Regions from separate parts of the Mustela erminea genome. Here region 1 is linked to region 2. The links are chromatin contacts, called in public Hi-C maps. All regions are on one chromosome and are shown on one strand. Each heading gives the region's core, a stretch centred on a gene start, on an enhancer-like site or on the middle of the called end of the contact. The rest is flanking DNA. Distances are from core to core; before and after follow the strand shown. Region 1 has its middle 92 kb from the start of ZFAT. Region 2 holds the start of ZFAT (zinc finger protein ZFAT).

Region 1 (6,973 bases), core at 3,365-5,864, 91 kb before region 2:
GGTAATGATAATAGTAAAAAATGGCGCATGGCCCACGTTGTCTGAGACTCCGTGTCCTACTCTTCTGTAGTGTGTGTGTGTGTGTGTGTGTGTGTGTGTGTTTGTACATGTGTACTGGTTCCTCCCAGGTGACTTTTTTTAAAGTTTTTTTTTTTTTTTAATTTATTTGAGAGAAAGCGAAACAGAAATAGGAACAGAGAGCATGAGTATGGAAGAGAGGGAGAAACAGGCTCTCCACTGAGCAAGGAGCCTGATGTGGGGTTCAATCCCAAGACCCTGTAATCATAACCTGAGCCGAAGGCAGATGCTAACTGAGCCCCCCAAGTGACTTTTTTTAAACCAATTATTAGTTCGTAGAAGTGCACATAGCAATGTTCCAGCAGTGACAATCACACATAGTAAAGGCACCAAAACCTTGGAAGCAATGTAATAAAAGCTACTGGAGACAGCCTCACTTAATTGGGTCTCCCAAAATTAAGAATGTAATGCTACTTGTATGAGCAGCTCCACACATGCAGGGTACAGCTATGGTCCTATTATTTACTTTTCCAATTAAGTTATTGAGTAATAGTTGCTGCTTTAACAAATATACCCCTAAATTTTCATTTATTTCTCACTTATGCAACAGTCCATGCAGTCACATTTCTTCCTGTTGGAGCAAAGGGAGCACCAATTTCTCTGATAAAAGTAGGAGCCTTTGGTCATGTCAAGGCAGGTGAGATAAGGAAAGGTAAAAGTCCCAGCAGCAGCAGCACCACCATCGGCAGAATGCCTTCTGTAATAGTCTATTTCCAAATTAGATGAACTGGCCACCAAATCCTGGCTTGGCCAACAGATAATCGTGTGACCTTGGCCCAGCCACTTCCCCTCCTGAAGTCTGAACTTCTTTATCTGCAGAGCGGAGCTAACATTGTCCTAAATAGGACTGCTGGAGGATGAACTGAGAGAACACAAGGAAAACTTGAAGTTTAGTCCCTGTTTTGTGGTCAGTTTTTAATCCTCATTACTCCCCGTTCATTCAATGGTTATTTTAACTACCTTCCTACTATCTGCCTAATACAGGCATGGCTTTGTGAAGGCTCAAAGACATGTAATAGCTTTCTCCCTCACAGAGCTTATAATACATTCATTGGTTCAATAAGCAATTATTTTTTAAACGATTTATTTATTTACTTATTTGAGAGAGAGTGTGTGCAGCAGGAGGGGCAGAGGGAGAGAGAGGAAATCTCCAGCAGACTCCCTGCTGAGCACAGACACCGAGGCAGGGCTCAATCCCACAACGGGGGAACATGACCTGAGCGGAAACCATGGGTCCGCTGCCTAACTGACTGAGCCACCTAGGTGCCCCGGTTCAATAAGCAATTATTGAGGGTCTATTATGTGCCAGGCACCCTGGTGGGGGTTAGAGCATACATAAGGTAAGTCGAGGCCCTTGCCCTCAAGCAGCTCACGTTCTAGTGGAAAAGGGAAGACATGACAATACATACAGTGTATCTACAGCCCTGAAAGAGAAGAGCTACACCTGGAGTGTGTGGCATGGCTGTTTTCATAGGCCAAGAAAGCGTTGATGAACGTCGCCAGGTGGAGGGGCCTGAGCAGAGAATTCTAGAACAGCTGAACCTGTGTGCACAAAAAACATGGCAGTTATGAGAAGCTGCGAGTTTTCAAAATCTGTGTCCTTGCAGAGGTACTGGGAGACACGGCTGAAGAAACTGGTGGAGAATGAAGTATAAAAAGCCACCAGAGAAGCGCTCTCTTTCCCCAAGAGGCAAAGAGGAGCCAAGAAGACAGTGCAGCTGTTAGAGGACCGTGCTCAGTGTCCTACCCTTTGGAACAGTCCGTCTGCAGTCTGGGGTATGGTGGAAGTGGGGCTGGATGAGCTCAAGACAAGGTGAAAGGTCCAGTCCACTTGTCGTCCAGATGGGAGAGATAAGGACTCACACTAAGGCAGTGGCCGAGGCAGTGGGGAAGCTCCATGGCTACCACCGCCACTCAGGAGGAAGATCATGGGACACCAAGCGGACAGAACGAAGATGGGGATAAACTTAGAACAATCCATGCTACTGGGTGTTTGGCAGTGGCTTGACGATGACCAGGAAAAAGAAGACCAGGCTTGGTGAGGAACTAACACACATGTAGTGAGTTAAATAGCGTATCAAGAGGAGAACGATGCTACATACAGAACACCACTGGGCTTTAGATTATTGTGCCGAATTAGACAAAGGAGCAAATGCTACCAGTTCAGACTAAGCAAACAATGTTTGATCTCTTTTTCATGACTCTTCTTTGCATAATTTTTCCCCTTTTCTGGGAGCAACCACACTGATACACGTAGGAGTACTTTGTCTACTCTCCTTAATGACAGCTGAAAATCTCTCATTCTAGGCCCAAAGCAGCAGTTATGAAGATACTATGTCCTCTTCTTCCCCTAGATTTGCTTCTCACTCTGCTTGGTATCTTGGCTATTGCCAAAGCGTTCTTTCATTGCATGAGTGTGACCATGTAATTTCTGGTGCATTTTAGAATAGTCCAAGATTTATTGAGAATTCATAATTTCGTAACTTCCCAGAAAATCTTAGGGTCTGAGTTATAAATATAAACACGGTGCAGTCTGCCCCCAAGAACTTTATGAAATAGGCAGGGAGCCCACTCAGACTCAATAGCTAGTTGTTCAGTAGTATAGTGGTACTAAGGGAGACACTGGAAATACAAAGTGGAACTAGACACAATTCCTGCCGTTAAAGACTTTTACGTCTGATGGGGAAGGCGAATAAATCAAGCCTTAAAGGAATGGGTGATAAGTGATGTATTAGACCATAAGATGCCTTGGGAGCAAGAAATAGGAACAGCCAACCCTCTCTAGATGTTCAGAGAAGCTTTCTCTATGTGACGTGTACATAAATCACAGAACACAAAGTCTACTAGGAATAGACTCCAAAGCAGGATATATACCAACTGCTATGGAAAAGGGACTAACTCATTCCAACTGAGTAGATCCAGCAAGAGTTTTTGGAAGAGACCACATTTTAGTTGGAACTTGGGAGAGTCAAGTGAATTAACTCCTGCAAACAAAGTGGGAAACATAAGGGCATGTTTGCAGAACAGGGTGATATCCTTTAATAAGATCAGGTTTGGGGCTTTAAGACAGAAGGAGACAGACATACCCTTTTTAAAAAGTTACAGGATAGGGAACATAGTCAATAATACCGTAACAATATTGTATGGTGACAGGTAGTGACTAGACTTATCATGGTGAGCACTGAGTACAGAATAGAATTGTCAATCACTGTTGTACACCTGGCATGGACACAACATTGTAAATCAACTATATTTCAACAATAAATTTTTTTAAGTCAACAGCAAATCTAGAATTAAAAATACTACAACGTTCAAGAAATACCACGAGGCAGTAAGTGGTTAAGAGCTGTTAGAGGAAAGGCTGGAAGCACAAGTTTGGTGAACAGTGAGGTCACCAGGATGTCTGAGTCATAGGTGCCTGCATGACCCTCTAGCCAGAGGCTCCTTGTGGGCTGTAAAGGCATTCTTGCCCACCGGTGGACAGTGGGAAAATGATGACAGTTAACTCGGTTAATCTTTCCTCAGCCATCCAGAAATCGTGAGGACCTGGAGCTCCTTGCTACATGTTCATACTTTAACTAAAACTCTAAGAAATTTAGGGGCCTGAAGGGAACTGAGGACAGCACTTTTCTGCGGCTCGTTCAGATGCAAATTGAGAAGCCAAAAAAGTGACCTCCAAAAGTTGCACCAAGGCTATCCAGCCCTTATGGGGATGGGGATGGGGTCCGTAGGGAGAGCGAAGGGACCCACAGATACGGAAGGGAGCTCTTTATAGGTTTTTCTGGGATGTTCTTTCCACCGCCCTGTAGGACAGAGTCGGTGTCTCTGCCACTACCTGGCGTTGAACATTTAATCTTTCCATCTCTTCACATCCCGTGTCCCCGTTTGTAAGACAAGGAGGGTTGAGCGCCATACTAATAGCTACGTATTTAGGGGTCACTCTACATGCCAGACCAAGCGCTTTCCACTTTCTTCTTTAGTATTACAGGGCGATGCTCATGTCAGGCATATAACAGAGGGTTGATGTTATGCTCGCCCACGTGTCCTTAGCACCCGTCACCACGTCACATTGCTACGATCCTGACTACCTCCCTGTGCTATCCGCACTTTTCATTCCACTTCTCTTCCGATCCTCACAACCACCGCAGCAGACCTGACTAACCCCATCTGACCCATGACAGTTCAGAGTGTGTGAGCAACGCATCCGAGGTCACACAGCAGGAGCTGCAAGGCCAGACGGCAATCCGAAGCGGCCGGACCCTAACACCACGGACTCCGGAGTTCCTAGAGCTTAATCTTCCCCGCACTGGGCCGCGGGCGCCCGTCCCTGGGCTACCGGCCGCCTCCCCCTCCTCCTTCCCGATCTCCCGGGGAACGCCCCCCCTTCCACCACCGGGCATGCTCAGTCGCTCTCGGAGGGTTTTCGTTCTGCCTGAGGAAATTTTTCACGCCGACCCGGCAGCCGGGCCCGCCTCGCCCACGTCTCCTTCTCTCAGGATTGGTCAAATTCAGCGAGTCAGCGACGAGGCCCAGACGACCTCCCTACTCCCCCCCGCCCCCACGCCCAGCAACCCGAGCGCTCAGGGCGCGCGCGCTCCGAGCGTGCGTGCGTGCGTGTGAGTGAGCACGTGAGACCCCGGAACGTGCACCGAGGGCGGGGGCAGGAAACGGGAGGCGAGGGGCGGGGCTGCCGTTGCCATGGCAGTGACGTCAGGCGTCGGGGAGCGAACCCGCCCCTTCCCCACGCGCGCGCGCGCACACGGAGACATGCACACGCGCGCGCACCGCCGCTCTCCCTCAGACACACTGGAGGGAAAGGTCAAACTAAAGGCGAGGGAGCCGGGAGGCCGGAGGGAGCCGCCGCTGCCGCCGCGCGCCATGACGGACGCGGCCGAGGCTGCTTTCTCTTCGCGGACGCCGCCGAGCCACTGCTCTCACCGCGCCCCTCGCCCCCGCCCCCCGGACCCCCCTCCTCCCCGGCTCTCGCGCGTCCCCGCGCCCCCTCCCCATGGCGCTCTGGGCGCGCGTCGGGCCTGGGGCGCGCGCCGGCCGCGAGCAGGCGCGGGCGCGGGCGCTGGAGGGTGGGGGCCGCGGCGGGCGGCCGGCCTCCTCGCGCGACCCCCGGTACCTTCGCCCGGCCCCTCAGCGAGAGCCCGCCAGGTGAGTGCGGCGGCGGGGGCCAGAGGGCGTCAGAAGAGGACAGGGGAGCGCTCAGCCCCCTGCCTGACTCCTTCCGGGGACGCTGTCAGGCGCTCAGGACCTGGCCTCTGGGGGGCGTCGCAGGGTCAGCCTGTCGGGGGGTGGGGGGGCTATTTATTTATTTATTTATTTATTTTGTGCGCCGCTGCCCCTCGGGGTCGGGCCCCTGCTGGTGCGGGGCTCGGCACCGGGGGAGTGCAGCTGCCGGCTAGGAGTTGGCAGGGCGACCCGGGCTTGGGGTCAGGCGACGGGAGGCAGGTGGGCCCTTCTCTGGGGCTTGGTAAAGTACCGGGAGGGGGCGAGGGGCCGAGCAAGGTGCGCGCGGTGGGGGCGGGGGTCTGCTGGAAGCTTTCGGACGGGGTCCTCGGACAGTAGAGAGAAACTCTGCCCCTGGGACGAGGCTCTGTGCTTTTGCCCGGGCCAGCGAAAGTGGCGGATTTCACGGCAAAACTCGGGGAAGCCAGGCAGGACCGGACGGAAGGGAGAGGGACCGGGAGGACCCGTCTGGATGGGGACCAGAGATGAACAAATCTGCCTGTGGGTAGCACTGGGGCATGATGTGTGGACGTTGCCATGCCAATGTTTGGTGTTTGTTGCCTGTGGTTATTTTAGGACTAAATGATAAAAAAGTTACTTGGGAGAGAGGGAACTGCTTGCATGGTCATGAGCTCTTCCCTGGGTGTGCAGGAAATGGGTAAATCTTTCACATTACCACCCGCAACCGAATCAGTGCCCGGGGGGGCTTTTAAACGGTAAATACAAAACTCGGAATGAAACACGGGAATGTCTGTCGCAAGTTTCAGGTGTCGGGCTCCGCGGTCCGTGGGAGAAAAATGGGAGGGCACTGGAGCACTTGATAGGCTCAGGCAGTCCCCTTTTGGTAATGAGCTTTGGAGCTCATCGGAGTGGAGTTGTAACTGCCTGGGTTAAGTAACCACACTGACCCAGTGCCCCCCACCAATCAGGAGCCTCCCTGAGTGTAACTTGGAAGACCGCTACCAGCCCAGTACTCCGCCGGTTGTGAACAACCAGTGGTTCTGCTGGGGTTTTTCCTAATTGTCCGCTCTTACATTGCTCTTACCAGACCTTAAAATGAGTGATCCAGTTAAATGCTCTCCACTAAGTCCCTTTTGAATTACCAGGCGCTAGCTCTCACATGTCATTTTTTCCTATTTGGAAGTTGCCTGGATATCTCAAATATAATAGCTTCAAATTGATAAGGATTTTTTGAGTAGTAAGTCCAGCTTAAGCAGATTATACCAAGTGGGTAATGTGTTTTAAAATTTAAATCTCATCCAAGAAAACCTGTGGTTTGTGAAAGGTGCAGGATTGTGACAGCTGAGGAACTGTCTGAAGGAGTCTTCTGTGAAGGATAAGGGAAAACCAGGACACCTGGTGAGGTCGATGTTCCCTGGCAGGCCCGGCGTATGCACACTTGCTCCTTACTGGAGAACTTCTGACACGTGGGAGCCTCTTCTCTTGATTATGGATCTTCCATTATTTGTCATTTTCAAAAAGTTCTGTCAACAGAAAACCCTCACTTCAAAATTGAGTGTTGTGGCATGTACCCAAGGTACCGAAGAGTTTCAGTCCAAGATGTAAAGGAGATTTATTCAGTTTGGGATCTTGTTCATTGTTTCTCTGCAGCAGTTTTTGTACCTGACTCTTCTGATGCCCTTTTGAGGTCTTGCTCCTA
Region 2 (6,988 bases), core at 2,585-5,084:
TTGGGACACCCAGTGTCATCACGGGTTCAACGGCCGTGTCAGCACGACTTACAAGCAAGTGCTTGTAGGCTCAATCACCATGTACAGTGGATCACAGATACCTCCCTTCCTGCCTGTTGACAACAAACTTCATGACGCATCATTAGCATTCCATTGTAATTGGCAGGGCCTGGAAGCTGTTGGATCTGTCAGCGGTCCTGGTCCTCCTAGGACATTCGGCTGATCCATTCACTTACGACACCATTTCTGAACCCTCTTTCTACCTGGTTATTTCTGAGACTGCGGGTCTGGGCTAGCCCTTTCTGGTTTGGGTACGGTTTCTGCTCCTGCTGGAAAATGTTGACTTACTCCGAGTAAACTTACCCACTCTTCTCAACTTGTACAGATGTAGAGAACTTCAAGGAGGAACAGATCCCCATGTTCACCTAATGTACCCGCTTACTAAAATATTCCATTTTTACCCTTTCTCTGAATTACAATATGCTTTGTAATTACGTAATAACTTTTCCTCTTTTATGGTGAAATACTCATGCCTTTTGTAGACTCCGTTTAGAGGTCAACAGTGGAGACCTAGCTGTTGTTGGTGTGGTGCAAGCTATCATAGCCTGGGAGGAGGGGGCCCGGTTCTCAGCTGACTGCTGCCTTCCAGCAACAGCCCAGCACTTTTGCAGTATCCTGCTTTTCCGGCAAGAGCAAGATGTTTCGGGCCATTCCAGTTTTCCCCTGCTCCCAAACACAGACTCAGCTGTTTTGAAGGAGTCCTGGCTACTGCTAAAGAAAAATATTATTGAGATCGATATTTGGGAGCTGAGGGTAGATGCGAGGGCCGAGGAAAAGACAGAACTCAGAAAAGACGTTGCTCCTGAGATCCTAATTTTGTTCACAGTGAGACTACTCATGCCGTTCTAATATTACTATCCCCTTTTCTTTTATATAATTTTAAATGGATTTTTCTCTGCGGTGTGCCTCTGTAGGTTTTTAGCACTTCACTCAGACTGTGATTATCCCCACCTCTGATTTTATCATTGCCATGTGCCTCCAGGCCCATTATTTTGAGGTCACCCGTGAATATCCTTTATCAAAACCTGCTTTCAAGAAAGTGCCTTATAAAATCATGTATATATTCTTTTTTGTCTAAGTGCGTATTTATCACGCAGCTATGAGAGGCAATTATAAAATTATTGACACAAATATATTCAATTAGAGTGTTTATTATATAACTAGAAGCCATTTCGTGTTGATAAAGCTGTCGACACAAATTCTTTCACGTGCTAGCCTCGAGGGGTTGACCGCCATCAAAGGGCCAGCTGGGAAGATTGGTCTCCTCTGGGAACCACTGTAGAAGTAGGATGCAATTTATATTTAATTCTACCGGTGTTCATTAATTGAAGGCATTTTGAGATATTACAGGCAAATGAAAAGAATAAGGATGTTCGCTGATTGAAAATGTGTAAATCATTCAGCAGGGTGATGGACGAGCCAAGAGTGGACTCTGTTTCTCCATCTGCAAATCTGGTCCCATAGAAAGGGATGCTCTCTTGTCCTCAGACGCCTGTGGCCAGGGCAGTTTTCAGTAATGGTAAGTGTTCAGTGAACCTTCTTTGGATAGAGGAAGAAGTAATGCCATGGGAATAATAGAGAAAATTGTAGCTGTCTAAATAACTAACTCACGACCACCACGCATAATCCACAATTGCTTTTTTTTTTTTAATTCAACTTTGTTAATATGCTGAGGCAAATTTTAAATCGCTTCATTTCCAAAATTCATTTTGGTCACAACATCCAAGAACAATCCATCTGCTAATCAATAGCTAACATTTATTGCTGCTGCAAGAAAGCAACCCAGCACAAAACCAATATTGTCAGCAACCAGAACTCTAATTTCCTGATAGAAATCGATTCACAGCAAAATAGTGATTATTGTAAATATTTATAGTTCTAAAAGGAAAAGCGCATCAATGCAGCTTTCTGGACGGTTCATTTCCAAATGAAATCTGTGATGGGCTCCACCTAGCCATCTGTTTGCAATGTAGGATGTGGTGGGTGCGTGGCAGGAACCCTATGATTACCTTGGACTTGGCTCTGTGGGAGGCACAGTGGGTCATGTGGACAAAACTCTGATGGTGATGGGGTAAAATGGGAAGAACACTGGGCATGGAGAGACCCTTTCCATACCTGGGTCTTCACTGGCTTGCTGTGTGATCTCAAAAAGCCACATAATCTCTCTGATTGTTCCTTTTCTCATCTAGAAAAGAACAATAATCTTATCTGTCCAATTTAACCTCCTAGTTGTCATGCTGATAAAATGAAACTGCGGCGGTATCTCTGAACATGTATCTAGTGGACTGCCCAAATTTGGGGTCTTATGACTCTATCTCCCAAGAACAGAACCAAGGAGCAAGACACAAGGCTTCTGAGAATTTCGATATGCCATCCTGAAGTGCAATGCTCTTGGGCGTTTTACTATGGAAACACAGGTGACAATGGGAACGAATGGGTTCATTCAGTACTACTACCGCGCACAACAAAGACCCATGTGGCATCTGTGTTTCTGGTCTAGCTCGGGCAGAGGGCTGTGCAAATACATAAACACAATCATGTGGGGAATGGGGCAAGGTAAGTTAAGAGCCAGAGCCAAGGGAACACACAGGCATGAGAGTCAGGGCTGTCCCAAGGAGGTTATCTCAGGTTGACCAGCAACAGGGTGGAGGTTGTCCCAGAAAAAAGAGACTTAAAACAGGCAAAGACAAGCTTTTCAGAGGAACTGTGAAAACAAATCGTGTTTCCCAAACCTCTCACCTGAGGTTCCCTTTTACATTTTTTTCTCCTTGTCTCTGGATATCTACCCTTTTCTTGAAAGTTGACTAGTTTTTAAAAATGTAAAGCAGTTGGGGTGCCTGGGTGGCTCGGTGGGTTAAAGCCTCTGCCTTCGGCTGGGGTCATGTTCCCGGGGTCCTGGGATCGAGCCCCGCATCGCATCGTGCTCTCTGCTGGGCCGGGAGTCTGCTTCCTCCTCTCTGCCTGCCTCTCTGCCTACTTGTGATCTCTGCCTGTCAAATAAATAAATAAAATCTTTAGAAAAAAAAAAAAAAGTAAAGCAGTTGTGTTTATTTATTTTTATTTTTTAAAAGATTTTACTTATTTATTTGACAGAGAGAGAGATCACAAGTAAGCAGAGAGGCAGGCAGAGAGAGAGGAGGAAGCAGGCTCCCCGCCCAGCAGAGAGCACGATGTGGGGCTCAGTCCCAGGACCCCGGGATCATGACCCCAGCCGAAGGCAGAGGCTTTAATCCACCAAGCCATCCAGGCGCCCCAAGCAGTTGTGTTTAAAAACTATATTACCACCATAAATGAAAAACACCATCATTTGTTATAAACAAAAGAGAGCCTTAGAAGTCCACAAAACTAATTTATTCGATAAATAACTGTCAGGCTCATTTCTAGTTTCTGGGGCCACAGGAGTGACCAAGACGAGAGGGAGATAAATTCATGTCAGGTGCTAACAGATACTGTGCAGATAACAACAGAAAAGGGACTTAGCAGGGTTACTTTGGATGGGGTGGTGCGGGAGGGCCCCCTTGGAGATGTTAGTAGAGCTGAGATCGAAAGGAAGTGGCAGAGAGGATCCCCTTCACAACAAAAACTAACAAGGTCATCCCATCTCAAGCAGACAGGCTCCCTGCAGAAGGCTGTGCTCCAGCGTTGGAGAGGCGGGCTCAGGCGCAGCTGGGACTTTCTGCAGGACAGTCAGGACGGAAGGCGTCCCCTTTCTCCAGGTGGCTCCAGGCTGCTGAATTCTGGCTGAACGACCCAGACTCGATGGAGAGCATCCCGCTTCGGGGAAAGTCTGCAGCCCTCGAGATGGAGGGAGGCAGGCTGTCACCACCGCGACTGACAAATCAGTAAACTGAGCCCAGAGAAAGTTAAATCGCTGCCCCAGATTAGTTAGTAAAGAACAGAACTGGGACAGGAACCCAGAATTCTTGCACGTTTAGCCCGGGGAGTCCAAGGATGCGCAGGCGGGTAGATCTGCGGGCTCCCGGCCGAAATGGGAAGACTCCCAATCCTGCGATCAGTATTCCAGGCCTCTCGTTAGCGCTTTCCCGGAGTGGCTCAAAAAGTGGAGCGGTGGAACCAGCGGAGCGGGATGCAGAGCGCGGCCGCCGGGCTGGAGCATGCGCACTAGGCCGCCCAGCCTAGACGCTCTCGGCGCTGGGGGAGGGTCACCCGAGGCTGACGTCCGCTACGCCGGCGTCAGCGCCCCGTGAAGAGGAGGGCGAAGACTCCATCCGCCATGTTGGATGCCGCAGATTCGCCATAACCTCGCCGGCTCTTTTCTTAAAAAAATAAAAATAAAAAGCAAAGCATCAGCGGGGCGCCTCGCCTTCGCGGTCGGCGCGGGAGGGGGCCCGGAAGGGCCCGAGGCTTTTTTTTCCTCCGCGGTGGGGGTGTTGCCATGGAGACGCGGGCGGCAGGTGAGCCGGGCTGGGGGTTGGGGTGGGGATGAGGTGGGGGTGGGGTGCGGCGCGGCGCGCGGGAACCCGTTTCGAGTTTGGAGTCGAGAAGAAGCGCGCGGGCCGCCGGGCGGCGGAGGGATCCGCGGTCCCGGGCGGAGAGCGGACGTAGCGGCGTCCTTCGACGGCACGTTCGGCCGTTGGTGGTATCCCGCCGCCTCGGGGTTTTATTTAAAAAAAGTCACGAGAATGCTGCGCTCTCAGGAGTGAGCGAGGGGAGACTGCGCGCGCGCGCGGGGCCGTTTCTAGGGCGACGGGTAGGGCCGGCCGCGCGCCTGCGACTGAGCGCCGGCGTCCTGGCTGGCGGGAGGTTCGAATCCGGCCTGCCGACTCTGGCCTGCGCTCCTTGCCTGGGGCCCCTCCTTGCCTGGCCTCGCCTTCCTCCTCTGTGAAATGGGTAGCTCCTGTGGACCCATGGAGGAACGGGATTTGATTGCGCTCCTGAAGGACCTTTGTGTCCTGTGGAGGGAGCCATCGACTCCAGGCCACAGCGCTGTTGCTGCCGCCGGTGACCGGAGCACGCCGTGATGGCCTGTGCTTTACCCTCTACCTGCCGCCCTGTTCCTCACCCTTTCAAGTTAAACTCAAATGGCACCTCCTCCAGGCGGCCGTCTCTGGTTTCGCCGCCGAACCAACCTCTCTGCGGACTGCCCCAGTACGTGTTGGACTTTCCACTTAACACCCGGTCCAAGAGCCTTGACGTTGAGCTTGGGGCCGGTCACCTGTGGTTAACAGCATCGCCCGCGCTCTGGCACTGACCTCAGGCTGTCGGCTCCGTTCTCGCAGCGGTGCTAATTTGTGTCTTTCACTGACGAGGGACGAAGGTTCAGAGGGGTCAGCGTCATGCAGTTCTGAGCAGACAGCCCCGAGGCTCCAGCTGGGGATGCAGTCCAGACTCCTGCGTGCCTGGCTGTCCTCCACCCCCCGTTAGTGTCCCCCCCAGGTCGTGCTCCCTGTGCCGCTGGGGCATGGAGGAATGAATGAACTAACATCTTGCCTCGCCTGTCTGGGTTCCTTGCAGAGCCCAGTGACAGCTGCCCATTTCAGCTTCCTCTGAGCCTGTCGTTTCGTACTGAAGCGGTCCTAGTGAGGGTCCCCAGCCGAAGGCTAGAGAAGACACCCAGAGCTGTGTGCTGGCCGTGGGGCGCCCTCCCGCTGCGGCTGGGCATGGTCCCCCTCTCCATGCCAGGCAGCGGTCAGGAGCCGTCATCCCGGCGTGGTCTCCGATCTGGCGTGTGTGGAGTGTGTGGCAGAGCGGACCCAGAGCCCTAGCGATGGGTCAGGACCCCCGACCTACGCCCGCATGCTTTCTTAAGCTAAGGATAGGCCTGATGTGCTGCCTTCCCCCTCCCGAGTAATTCCACGGCTGCTGATACGCGGGGCAGACGGCCCACCTCTCCTCTTCGGGAGTTAAGTTTTAGGAAAGAAACCTGGGCATTTGTTGTAGTTTCAGTTTCCAGTTGGAGTGAACGAGAGATCAGTTTTGAAATGTATTATTGTCAACTCGTGATCAGCTAATTTCTGAGAAGAGTTTCCTGTTTTGCTTGGTTGGTAGGTTGATGGAGGGGAGCAGGGTAATGCGTGATGGCAGGACAGAGTCTGTAGGGCCCCAGGCGTTAGGAGGTTAGCTGGCCCAGACAGTCGTCACAGCCGATTAGAGATCTGTTACCAAAGGGCTCCCTACTCAGCCTTTCTCATTTACCTGGGAAAATGGTTCCTATTCCTTTTCTCCCAGTGCGTTATAATTTACAGAACAACTTCTCAAAGATAGCTGTCCTTAAGTAGAATTAAGTTTTTGCCTAGGGCAAGGGCAGTCAAGAATTAGGTATATTGAGAAGACTCCCTTAATTGCATTTCCTTTTATAGATAGTTTCACACACGCATCTCCCCATCAAGCTGGGCCGATTTAATTACGTAGAGGGGACTTAGCCTAGAGTGTAGTTTTCTCTTTGTTCTCAGCTGTTTATCCTGTTAAAATTTCATGTCTTTGAAATTTCTCAAGGGCAGGTGTCAAGTTTAAGGGCTGAAAGGATTGGGAGTGTGGAGAGAACACGCGCTCTGAGTCCAAGAGATCTGCCAATCACCAGATTCCTGACCTCAGGGACATCACACCTCTTGGAACCCCTGTGCCTTCCCTTGGACATAATCCTGTTCCCTACTGAGGGCCTGGTGGCGCTGGTGTTTATCTCTTTCCGACCTGTTCTCTCCATCCTAAAGCCTAGTGTATTGTCATCTACTTGCTACTTGAAAATATTTGTGGTTGGAAAGGTGGGGTAGACTTTGATTAATTTTTTAAAGGAAAAAACAAAAAAGGAATCCAGGAGAAAAGCAAATAGATATATTAAACATTTATTACAGATTTGAAGTCGTCTCTCTTTTTGTCAAGGAACTGAAAATATATAGATAATTGAGTTTGCTTATAAAAAGATTATGCTTGGCATATTAACATAAAAAAGGATTTTAGATCTGGTAAC

Evidence for each region. A called contact is a pair of places that touch in the nucleus more often than the background predicts.
Region 1: a Hi-C map of fibroblasts shows a contact between it and region 2, with 2.7 times the contacts expected there. The contact joins the enhancer-like site here to the promoter of ZFAT in region 2. A contact is called at or near these places in 2 of 3 Hi-C or Micro-C datasets (fibroblasts and skeletal muscle).

What each region holds. Positions count from the first base shown.
Region 1 is chr16:77,888,267-77,895,239 of mMusErm1.Pri, reverse strand. No RefSeq gene overlaps it. Among named protein-coding and RNA genes, the nearest start is that of ZFAT, 92 kb to the right of the region's middle. Within about 2 kb of position 4,614, the one cell type or tissue checked has open chromatin away from gene starts, as enhancers often do. A contact at or near this core is called in fibroblasts, where this site is marked.
Region 2 is chr16:77,796,265-77,803,252 of mMusErm1.Pri, reverse strand. It overlaps ZFAT (zinc finger protein ZFAT), which reads left to right and starts at 3,834. Exons shown (of 16, transcript XM_032316054.1): 1 at 3,834-4,475. The coding sequence starts at 4,457.